Regions from separate parts of the Sus scrofa genome. Here region 1 is linked to region 2. The links are chromatin contacts, called in public HiChIP or PLAC-seq maps. All regions are on one chromosome and are shown on one strand. Each heading gives the region's core, a stretch centred on a gene start, on an enhancer-like site or on the middle of the called end of the contact. The rest is flanking DNA. Distances are from core to core; before and after follow the strand shown.

What was found. HiChIP or PLAC-seq counts read pairs in DNA pulled down with a chosen protein or histone mark.
Region 1: an H3K27ac HiChIP or PLAC-seq map of skeletal muscle shows a contact between it and region 2. The contact joins the promoter of ARHGEF40 here to the promoter of ZNF219 in region 2. A contact is called at or near these places in 1 of 5 promoter capture datasets (liver), 16 of 47 Hi-C or Micro-C datasets (brain, embryonic fibroblasts, epiblast stem cells and 8 more) and 2 of 2 datasets of contacts at active chromatin or transcription factors (alveolar macrophages and skeletal muscle).

What each region holds. Positions count from the first base shown.
Region 1 is chr7:78,064,370-78,069,491 of Sscrofa11.1, forward strand. ARHGEF40 (rho guanine nucleotide exchange factor 40) reads right to left here and starts at 3,177. Exons shown (of 26, transcript XM_021099307.1): 1 at 3,057-3,177; 2 at 298-495. The coding sequence starts at 3,059.
Region 2 is chr7:78,027,125-78,032,607 of Sscrofa11.1, forward strand. ZNF219 (zinc finger protein 219) reads left to right here and starts at 1,436. Exons shown (of 5, transcript XM_021099309.1): 1 at 1,436-1,756. TMEM253 (transmembrane protein 253) reads right to left here. Exons shown (of 9, transcript XR_002345950.1): 1 at 5,295-5,483; 2 at 5,059-5,175; 3 at 4,553-4,663; 4 at 4,418-4,474; 5 at 4,043-4,153; 6 at 3,783-3,929; 7 at 2,393-3,444.

The DNA.
Region 1 (5,122 bases), core at 1,927-4,426, 39 kb after region 2:
TGACTCTGTTGAGTCATATCTGGGAGAGTCAGTAATTTGAAAAGCTAATACAAGGGGGGAAATATCTGGAATGGGCCCGGAGGGTGAGGGTCTTTGGGAGTTTACATTTCTTAGAGGTTAATATCTGTGGACGATGAGTGTCTCTGTTAGTATCTGAATGGTGAGTGCCTCTGAGGAGATCAGTATGAGGGGAGGCAGTATCTCGGTTGGGGGCGGGGGGGAATTAGTCGGTCTGACTGGTGTCTGGGGTGAGGCAGTGGATCTTAGGGGAGATGAAATAGAGATGCATTCACTCACACAGGCTTCCTGTTGGACCTTGGCAAGCAGGTGCTTGGCGGGCACCAGGAAGTCCAGTGTGTACCTCAGCGCATCCTCCCGAAAAGTCCTCTCCACCACCTGGAACACCTGGCCCAACAGTGTGGGAGCTGTTGCCTCAAAGGGAGGGTATAGGGCGGCCAGAGTACTCTGCACACAGTCCTCCACTGGCTCAGGCTCCTAAGAGAGACAAGAGGAGGCTGCAGATCCCTAGAGATCACCCAAGCATGCATGGCTCCTTGGAGGCTGGCTGAGTCCTCCTGCGGCCCCATTGCATAGAAAGTATGTGCAGAGAGACAGCAGGCAGGAAATGCTGGCTGATGAGACTGGGGCTGAGCCAGTCAGCTCGGAGACCTTGGCTTTGGAGATCTGAGGAGACTTTTTCGTGAATGTGTCTGATCTGGGCCGAACCTGTTTCTTGTAAATTGGAGCGACTGCCTAGGCCCTCCTCAGGAAGAAATAGGCCCCTCGCCATCAGGACAGTCACTGATGTCTCAGCTCGGGAGGGTGGAGCCCTTTTTTATAGCCATCCTACAAGTAAGTCCCTGCTCACAGGGCCTACTATCCAGGAACCCCCATTTTAAGGGAAGATGTCATCACCCATGAACAATCACATGCTAGAGATGGTCATTGGGTGGGAAGAAGGTGGACTGAAGGGCTATCTGCTTCGAGTCTTTCTAGCACCCGCCCTCCCTCTCCAGACCAGCTCTAAAGCAATCACCCATTCCCAGAGCATGTGGGATTGGGTTACAAAGACCTGGGTGGGTGGGGACAGTTGAAAGAGGAGAAAGTCACAAAAGGAACTTGTAGGAAAGTGAGGAGAAGGGCTTGCTGGTAAGTATTAGAACTGAAACATTTTCTGATTTCTGTAGGGCCTCTCTGCCAACCTGCACTGGGAGCCACCCTCTCAAAAGTCAGCCTTGCTTCCTCCAGACTCACTTCCCTAAGTGAAACAACTGGATATCTTTCTCCATTTCACACCCTAAACAACCACCCCTCAGGCTATTCCTTTGCAAACTTATTTCTCTTACAAGGTGGCTTTGAAATTCCTTTTATCAGATTTCTTTGCTCTAACTGCCCAGTGAAGTGTTTATCTAGTTCTCTACTCCCCTTTGCTCCCCACCCCCACCCCGCCGTCCGCCGCCTTTGCCTTCAGGACAAAACTGCACGTTTTCCTTTGAGTCCCTCCAGCCCAGAGTGTTGCCCGCCTGTGCAGACCGACTGAGAAGCGAGGCGGCCAGTCCAGAGACCGACAGTCAGTGCGTCAGCACAGAGACCCGGCCCCAAGGTGTGTGGGCGAGCAGACAGACCCCCCAGTGTTCCGGGGACCCGGCCAGCGCTGGGAGCGTGGGTGGGGGGAGGGTGGAGATGGGCGGGGGGTGAGGCAGAGTGGGCCGTCCGCTTGGAGGCCTGGAAGGGGGAGCTAGAGCTGGAGCAGCGAGGCAGCTGCAACCCATTAGGGGCGGTGAGCTCATGGCTGAGCGAGAGTCTCAGCCACAGGAAACGGCAGCGGCAGGAGGGGAGGAGGGGTCGGGGTGGGAGGCGGCGGGCAGGAGCTCAGAGACCGGGCCTTCAGCCGGCCGGGACCAAAGAGGAGACCAGAGAGACTGAGTCAGCTCTCCCTGGCTCGGTTCCTCTTTCTTCTCATTCCAGCCTCTCGGCCAGGGGGTGCCCTTCCTTCTGTAAAGAAGCAGCCGGGGTGGTGCTCCTCCCCCTCCTCCACTCCCTCCGATGAGCGCCCCCTGGCAGGGCCTCTCCCGCTCCACTCCCTGCTGTGAGCGCCCCTTTGGCCGCGCCCCCCCCAATCCCTCCCGCAGTGGGCGCTCTCCCTGGCAGTGCCCACACCTGCAGTGACTCTTCAGAGAGTACTTTTGGAGTGAAAGTTCACAGGATAGTGTCCACTCCGGTTGGTATGGGCTTCCCTTAACAGGGCTCTCCTGATTCCTGTGCCCTGAGTTGCTGTTGCCTGGGTCCCCAGCTGGCTGCAGGGAGCTCCCGTCAGTTCTCCCTTCCCTCTGCAGCTGCGACTCCTGGAGACAGCGCTTCGGTTCCCTGCAGCGTGAGCTCAGGGGCAACTCCTCGCCCCCACCGCATCTCTTGTCTGATCTGGCAGCGTCACGCCCCCTGGCACTGTGAGCCCCCCTCCCCATTCTGTCCACTGTTCTGAGGCAGCCTCGCTTTCTCCGCGGGAATTTCCCTTTTTGGCCAGGTCCCTGGCCCCAGCCCAGCCACAGCTGTGGCGGTCCCCCAGGGCCGGATGGGTGGGCCCGGCTCACCGGGCCTGGGGACTGGGATGGAAAATGGTGGTTCCAAGCAGGTCAGTTCTCATGACCCGAGGCCGGGCCCCTTCTAGGGCCGCTGCAGCACGAACCCGCACGGGTCCCCCGCGGGTAAGGAGCTGGGACCGGGAGGGGGAGGGAAGATCCTGCAAAGGAAGGCACAGGTCAGGACCGAAGAGGGCGAGAGGAGGTGTGTGGATTTAGGGGGAGAGACCTATGGAAGGTTGGGGGAGGGGCGGAGAAAAGGAGGAAGAAAGGAGTGAGGGCAATACCCAGTGGGGACAGAGCCAGACTGTGGGGCAGACAGACAGATCAAAGAAAAGAAGGGGGGATGGGAGGGAGGAGAGTCCCAGGGCGCTCAAGAGTTCCAAGAAGGAGCAAGAGGCACCAAGCAGGGGACTGGTGATCCCGAGCGGGCTGCGCGAAGGCGGAGGGGACACAGGGTTGCGACGGGGGACTCACCATGGCTCGGCTCCGGGCCGCGTCCGACGCTGGGGCGGGCGGGCGGGGCCGGGCGCGCCGCCGCCTCCCTCCCGCCGCTCGCGTCTCGCCGGGTCTGGCTAGGGGACAGCTCCGGCCGCGGTGGCGGCTCGGCCCGCTCGCGCTCCCAGGCCGCGGGGCCCCGCCAGGGAGGGTCGAGACGGCCGCCCCTCCCCGCCCCGCCCTTCAGTGCCCGCCTCTGCCTCCGCGCTGGACCCCCTGTCGGGACTGCCACTCCCGCGCGGAGCTTCTGGCCTCTCCCCCGACGCCCCCAGCGGATCTGCACCGCTCTCCCGCAACTCTCTTCCTTCTCCGCCCCGCCCTCCAGTCCGTAGCCCGGACCCTGACCCTCGGAGGCCCGTCCCGCCGAGGATGCCCCTCTTCCCGCCACCGCCGCGCTCCCTAAGGGATCAGTTTAGTCTCCCCAAGGGACAGTCCAAAGGCTGGAGCGTGCGTGAATTCCCTGGGGTCCCCAGCCTAGGCCTGGAGCCTTTTGGTGGCCGGAAGCCTCTAGATTCTAACTCGCCCGGGAATCTCCTCTCCCCTCCGTTGCCAGACTTCGGCAGCTCCTGGAGTTCAGAAGAGACCCCCCTCTCCCATCCCCCAGGCCCCTGCCCGCCTCCGGTGGAACAGAGGACAGGAAAATCGGGGGATTCCTCCCACTCTCCAGGGACTTGTCCGCCCTCCTCCTTCCCCTCCCATCTCCTCCAGCCTCGAGCCTTCGGGCTCCGACAATGGGCTCCTCTGTGCTGCCTGGGGAGGGCGGGGGCGTGGGGGAATTTGGGAGCGGTGAAGGCTTGGGGTGAAGGCTTGAGGAGGGGAGTGGACGTCCAGGCTGAATGCGCGCAGGGTCCCAGGATCAGGATCCTCCACTTAAGGCGTGCACTCCGGGGGACGTTTTCTGAGTTCTTTCCTCGCTGCCCCTTGCCCTCCGCATCCCCGATCTCTCCCTTAGTTAGCAGAGGGAAGCCACCGGATCCTCATTCAGCCCCGTGATCCAATACTGGATGCCAGACCCTTCCTTCTTGTGGGGTGGCGTTAGAGAGTTTCCCAAGGCCGCTAGGGCTCCGGGCGATGGGGATGGCTATCTGACGCAGTAGACAAAGGAGCAGGCTAGTTAAGAAAGTTCTAGCTTCAACCATCCTCCGCTGCGTCTGGATGGGAAACGAAGCCCTGGCGAGGGTCCCCCAGGAGGCCTAGGGGAGCCTTAGGCATAGGAGGGAGATGCCTTGCCTCTCCTCTGAGCTGGCAACGGGAAGCCCTGCAAGGGTGGGGAACATGGGGAGGGGCGCTTCCAAAGGGTGGACATTTGAGAAGATCGGAAAGCCGAATAGACTCCGCAGTGGACTTGAAGGCAAGTGCCGCTGCGGGGCTGGAGGGTGACGTTTGGAAAACGTCGTGCAGTGGATACAGTAGTTCCTACGAAGCCAGGAGGCCAGAGCCTCAGGGCAGTCTTTGGAGAGGCAGGGGTGGGGTGGGGTGGGGGGAGTGGAATTGGGGGAAAGGGGCGGGGGTCGCCTAGGTGTTGGGCTTCTTCTCTCACCTCCTCAGGATGCTAACCTCCACCCTTTCTCCACTCCACGGGGTCTGGAAAAGAAGAGAGAGAAAGTGTTCATTCTTCTTGAAAGCAAGAAGATTCCTCTGCTCCACAGCGTCAAAAAATAATCTAGGGCAGCAAACCTCAGTGACCATCTTCCCAGCAGAGTTAGAGGCAGGGAGCTGGAGCTCTTTTCCATCAATGGTTTATGGGCCCTCTAGTCCTCCAGACTCTCCAGCTTCCCTATAATTAGTGCTGAGAACCGTGAGAGCGAGATTTTGCTACCCCCTGGTGTCGGCTCTGTAAATGCTGCCCAGAGGCTGGTTACTGAGGCCAGAATTTAGGAAACTTTCTTGAGGATATATTGTCAACTTTATTCACTTGTTTGAAACACAGCTCATCCACTACCCGTGTTGACTGAAAATCTGAACCTTACCTCACCAAGTCTTACATTCTTTATACTCAAGCAAATTGGGGAACAGGTGGTAGAATCAAAGGTACCCACAACTGG
Region 2 (5,483 bases), core at 186-2,685:
TATTTTATTTACTTTTTTTTTTTTTTTTTTTTTTAGAGCTGCACCTCCGACATATGCAAGTTCCCAGGCTAGGAGTCAACAATTGGAGCTGCAGCTGCCAACCTATACCACAGCCACGTGAGATCCAAGCCGCATTTTTGACCTATACCACAGCTCAAGGCAACGATGGATCCTTAACCCAATGAACAAAAAGGCCAGAGATCGAACCCACATCCTCATGGATATCAGTCAGGTTCATATACAAAAGGAACTGCCTCAGCATTTTAAAATCAGATGATTCACATTTAAAAAGTCAGAATTTCTGACCTTTATAGGAAAATTGGAACAATGGCAATACCAAGCCCCCAGTCCCACATGGGAATAATTGGGTAGAATTGGGTTAAAGTCTTTAAATAGAATGTGGGCTCCTCTAGTTTTCCATAGTTCCTATGACTCCCTATTAACTCATACCTAATCTGCTTCACTCCTCTTCCCTATCGGAAAAACCTCCAAAGTGTTTAACAGTTTTAAAGTTTTTTTTTTTTTTTCATGTGTAATTTTATTTGAGCCTTGGTCCTCCAGTTAGGTTGAGGGTAAATACTATAACCTCCATTTAAGCAAAATGTAGTTCATAGAGGTCTGACTTGCCCAAACTTACACATCAAATTTCCTGTCTCCCAGTCTTACCATTATCCTGGGGGAGGGGGGGGGAGTTTCTATTGAGAACTTCATTTAGTGGAACAAAACCAAAGAACAAAACCAAAGTAGATATGCGCATAACTGCTGGAACAGATGAATACCAACTGCTAAGCTGTTCAACAAATCACTGCAAATGGCTACCTCCTCTTCCTTTAATGAAGTATTTCTGCTTCCCTTCCCCTTCCAGGCATATGTAAAGATTGCCCTTCTGGCCATCTTGAAGTTGGATATGGCTATATGGCTTGCTTTGGCCAATGAAGTGTGAGCAGAAGTGATATGTATCCCTCTGAGGCAGAAACATTTAAAAGTCTATGAACAATTCTTCATGCTTACTTCACAACTGGGCAAGCTGGTGGTGGTGAGGGGTATTAGTCTCATGGTGTCATGGTAGGATCTCAAAATGGTAGTGCTCCATGGGCTTGGGTACCTGCGTAACTTACAATGTTCAGAGTACCCTGCCAGACTCCCTAAACCTTTGGGGCTTTAGGTTTCAGGGCACTGAAATTTTGGCATTGTTACCACATCATAATCTCACCAAACCTGACTGATATAAGGTTCATCTGCATGGTGACTGAATTCTCCAAGAAGTAAAATGCAACTCCTAGACATCTGATTATATCACTAAAAGCTGCTGCTTCTATTTGGAATGAATTGCTGATTTTTACCCTCAGCTTCCTCATCTACTATCACCTTCTGAGTTTTAAGAAAATTATTTTGAGTCCTTCACACATGAGCTCTCCATTATTCTAGATTGGGAGGAGGCGGCGAAGGGGGAGGCCCAGATCTTGTTTTCTCCATTTCAGAACCTAATCCCAGAACTGTCCCCACCCACAAATACTCACACAATCTTGTCATAGGGCGACTATTACCACTCCCAAGGTGTCACAAACAGAAAGGAGCTGCCCCTGGCGCCACTGCAATGTCAGGGCAAGGCAGCCAGGCTGCGCTCTTTCCTTACTGGTGCTTGGGCTTGGCTAAGCCCGGAGAAGCAGCATTCTCTAGGGAAAGAAGCCTTCTCAAGTGGGAACAAAAATGAGTGTGAGGCGCACACCCATCCTGGGCACTTTGTGAATTTGGGGTGAGTTCTCATAGTAATGCAGCTCTGGTCAACTTCTAGTTTCTCTAGCGGCTAGTAAGCTGTCGGGCTGGTACAACTGGGTGCTCCCAGTTTTCCTGGGCTTTTCTCAAGCCCACCTGAGCTCGTCATCTTTGCACATTTGCAAAGGTCATAAACGGTGGGGGTTGAGCGCAACCAGAGCTTCAGCAACCGCACCTCAGCAGCCGGGATCGAAGGTCGGCGGGGCTGCTGAGAGGCTGAGCCTGCGCAGTCCCGCTCCCGCCTTGGAGAGAAAGGGTGGCGGCGACGCGGGCTCGTTACACCGGCGTGCTCGCAAGAGGCGGGAAAGCCTTAGGTCGGGTCGCCGTGTCCCTCCTCTTCCTGCCCCATCCACCCGTCTGGCCAGCCCGTCCTCCTCAGGCGCCTAGGCCCGGGGGGAGGGGGATGAAAAGGGCCCTGGGCTTCTGACTCATCATCTCCAACCCCTTTCTCGCGCGCGCTCCAAGTCTCAGGACTTTGAACCTGGGCACTGTGGGAGGGGGCACGGCGACAACATCTGTGGAAACCCCAGCTCTGCTGAGGGCCAGCCCTCCGCCCCTGCCCGTCTCCGAAGCTGTCAGAGGGAGGACTGTGGACCCACAGTCAACTCTCAGTTACCGAGATTGGGGTGGTGGCGGCCCCTCTCAGAATAGCCCGCCCGGCTCCTCCCTGCACACGGGGCCAGTGGTCGCGTCCGAGGAAACTCTCGGCTAGGCCCTGACTTCCAGCGCTTGGCGTCACTCAGCAGATGCACAGCGCCCCCACCGCGGAGGAAAGGCTCTTTATTTCCCAGCAGGCCACGGGGCAGCGGGGCATCCTGGGACTTGTAGTCTCCGCTAGAGTAGAAAGGAACCGCCTCTGACTGAGAACTAAAGCACGAGTGAATTGACTTCAGAGAGTAGGCGTGTACGGAAACCCGGGTTTGGAGTGGTTGGGACTGTGAAAGTTGGAAATCTTGGAAATAGTGAGATGAGGCAAATGTGAAGCTGTACTGGGAGGCAGTGGGAAGGAAAGAAAAGTTGGAAGGAGGGTAAGGACAGATGGGAGGAAATCAGTCTAGCTGATAGCTGTTTAAGGATATCTTGCAGGCGGGCAGATTTTTAGGGTAGTGAGGTGATGGAAGACTTGGTCTGGGTATTGCTGTCTCCAGAAGGGAAGGGAAAAGAATGGGGCCCTGGTCTGACTGAAAATTGAAGGCACTCCACCAAACGTCTTGTAGGTCTTTTTTTTTTTTTTTTTAAGGGCCGCACCAGCAGCATATGTAAGTTCCCAGGCTAGGGGTAGAATCGGAGCTACAGCTGCGGTCCTAGGCCACAGCCACAGCAACGTGGGATCCCAGCCACATACGGGCCTACATCACAGTTTATGGCAACACCAGATCCTTAACCCACTGAGAAAGGCCAGGGATCAAACCTGCATCCTCGTGGATCCTAATTGGGTTCGTTAACTGCTGAGCCACCAAGGGAACTCCTTTTTAAGTCTTAAGGGACTCCATCTAGTTTGAGTTCTGTGGGGATGGGGTGCAGGAGTGTCTGGAGAACGCTTCTGTAGGGTAGGAGAGCAGCACCTGTACTCTTCCCCTTGCCAGTTCACTCATTCGTTCTGTTTGCTGTGCTAGTCACGGTGGGACCATTCTCCAAATCAGGAACTTCCTCCAACTCTGAGAGACCCTGAAAACCAGACAAGTGTGAGGAGTGCAAACCGAAGGGATGAGAAAGGAAGAATCCCAGACAGATGCAACTTTGTCCTCTGCCATTTTTTCCCCATGTTCCCATAGCCCTTCCAATATTTAGGCAGATTTCTATTGCTTCTCACATTTCTAACCCCAACCATTTAGATACCCAATTCCCTCTTCCCCACCTCTAGAGGAGAAATGTCCAAAGCCAGAAAACCAATCACTTTCAGTCTAGTACCCCTTCTTTCTGCCCTGTGCCATTGTTTTCCCTTAAGTACCGCCAACCAGGATAGCCAGTGAAAAAATATTTTCCTCCCTGCCTTCATTCAGTACCTCTTGCAGTTCCTGGTAGTGCAGACTCTGGCTCCTGCAGCATCCTCGCTTCCTCTGGCTCAGCAGGATCAGGGAGTATGCTGAGACCAGCACTCCCCCTAGAGTGAAGGCTTCAGCGCTGAGCTCAAGCACCAGCAAGCCCTCTAGCTGTAGGTAGAAAGGGCTGAGGATGCTGCAAAGGACCCTGCACCTATTTGCCCCTGCCCTTCCCCCTCCTCTTGTCTCCTCATCGTCCCACCTTCTCTTTTATTCACTTGTACCTGGGAGGGGATATTTGGGGCAGACATCAAGGCTGTCTTCATCACCTCAATCACCAACGCGATGAAGCCCAAGATCAGATTGAAGAGGTTGAATATCATCATGGCACGCACCTGCCAGTGAGTCAGTTCAGCTCTGCCCAGCCTGGGGGACTCAGTGCAACCCCAAGCCCCACCTGCAGCCTAGCTGAAAACCAAACTCAGTTCCTATTCCTCCACCTCCAAACAGGGCCATCTAAATGTCTTCCTTTCTCAGTCTTTTAGGCCATTCATGGGCAGAGAGCAGAGAGCTGACAGTCGACAGTTAGAAATCCACTTCCTGGGCTGAGGGGTGTGTGTGTGTGGGAGGGGGACAGAATAGTTCTCTTCTCCTCTCACCTTCCAGAAACGGGGTGCTCTGCGCAGCTCAAGGGTAACAATCCCAGTGAGGAAACCCTGAGTGATGAGAAAGGCACGTGGTGAGCTCTGACCCCTCAGGACCTTCCTTCCACCCTCCCATATGGTAGTTCTTACCAGTACTCCAGGCCCAAGTGGCAGTGCTGTGGCCATGTGACAAGCAGAGTTCAGGCAGGCAACTGAGATAGCAAAGGGCACCACAGCCACTGCCAGCCATAGCTGGCTCACCTGGAGACCAGATGCAGGATAGGTGAAGGGGAACTGTCAGGGATTCCCTTCCTTTCTCCCAGCCCCTGCCTCTTTTAGAGATCAGCAATTGGGAGGAAGGTGTAGTGGCAGAAAGTAGTCAACTAAGGGCTGTTGAAAGAAGGGGAAATCCTTTAATTTTTTTCTGTCTCATGTCATAGTTCAGTCACTTACCTGTGTGTTTTCCTCACATGATGGAAGAAGCTACATGGAAATTAAGGGTCTTGCCTTGTTTAGTCTATGCTTCCTCCACCCTCCTCCCACTCAGAGCCTAGCACTGTTTCAGGAACATGATGGGTTCTCACTAAACATGGATGGAATTGAACTGGGGTAGAAGTGAACATGCTGAAGCTTGGGATGGAGCAGCCTGGCCTCACCGCCAGCACCAAGAGGTGCCCACTCTGCCTGTGCCTCGCCCAGTGCTGTAGCTTTTCCAGACGACCAGCTCTCTCCTCCATGGCTTCCTTGACCACGAGAGCTCGGTACTTCCCAGCCTGGGAAAAATGTATTATGGCACCTATCAGGAGACAGGATATACAGCAGCATCTCTTCCAGCTACCCCTCTGCCCACTTCCAGTATCCAGGGAGTTGAGGCTCAGGTCCTCACACCTACCTAGTCTGAAGCAGCTGCTCCAAAGGGATGGGTCCCAGCTGAGCCTGGAGCTCCTAGCGGGGCTTGGTAGCTCAGAGCAGCCAACGAACTTGTCCTGGCAGAGACAGGCTATCAGGATTGGGGTGTGGTGGGGCAAAGGTCCCTATGAGGACCTAAGGATCCAGGGAGTGGCAGTTAGCAGGCACCAGC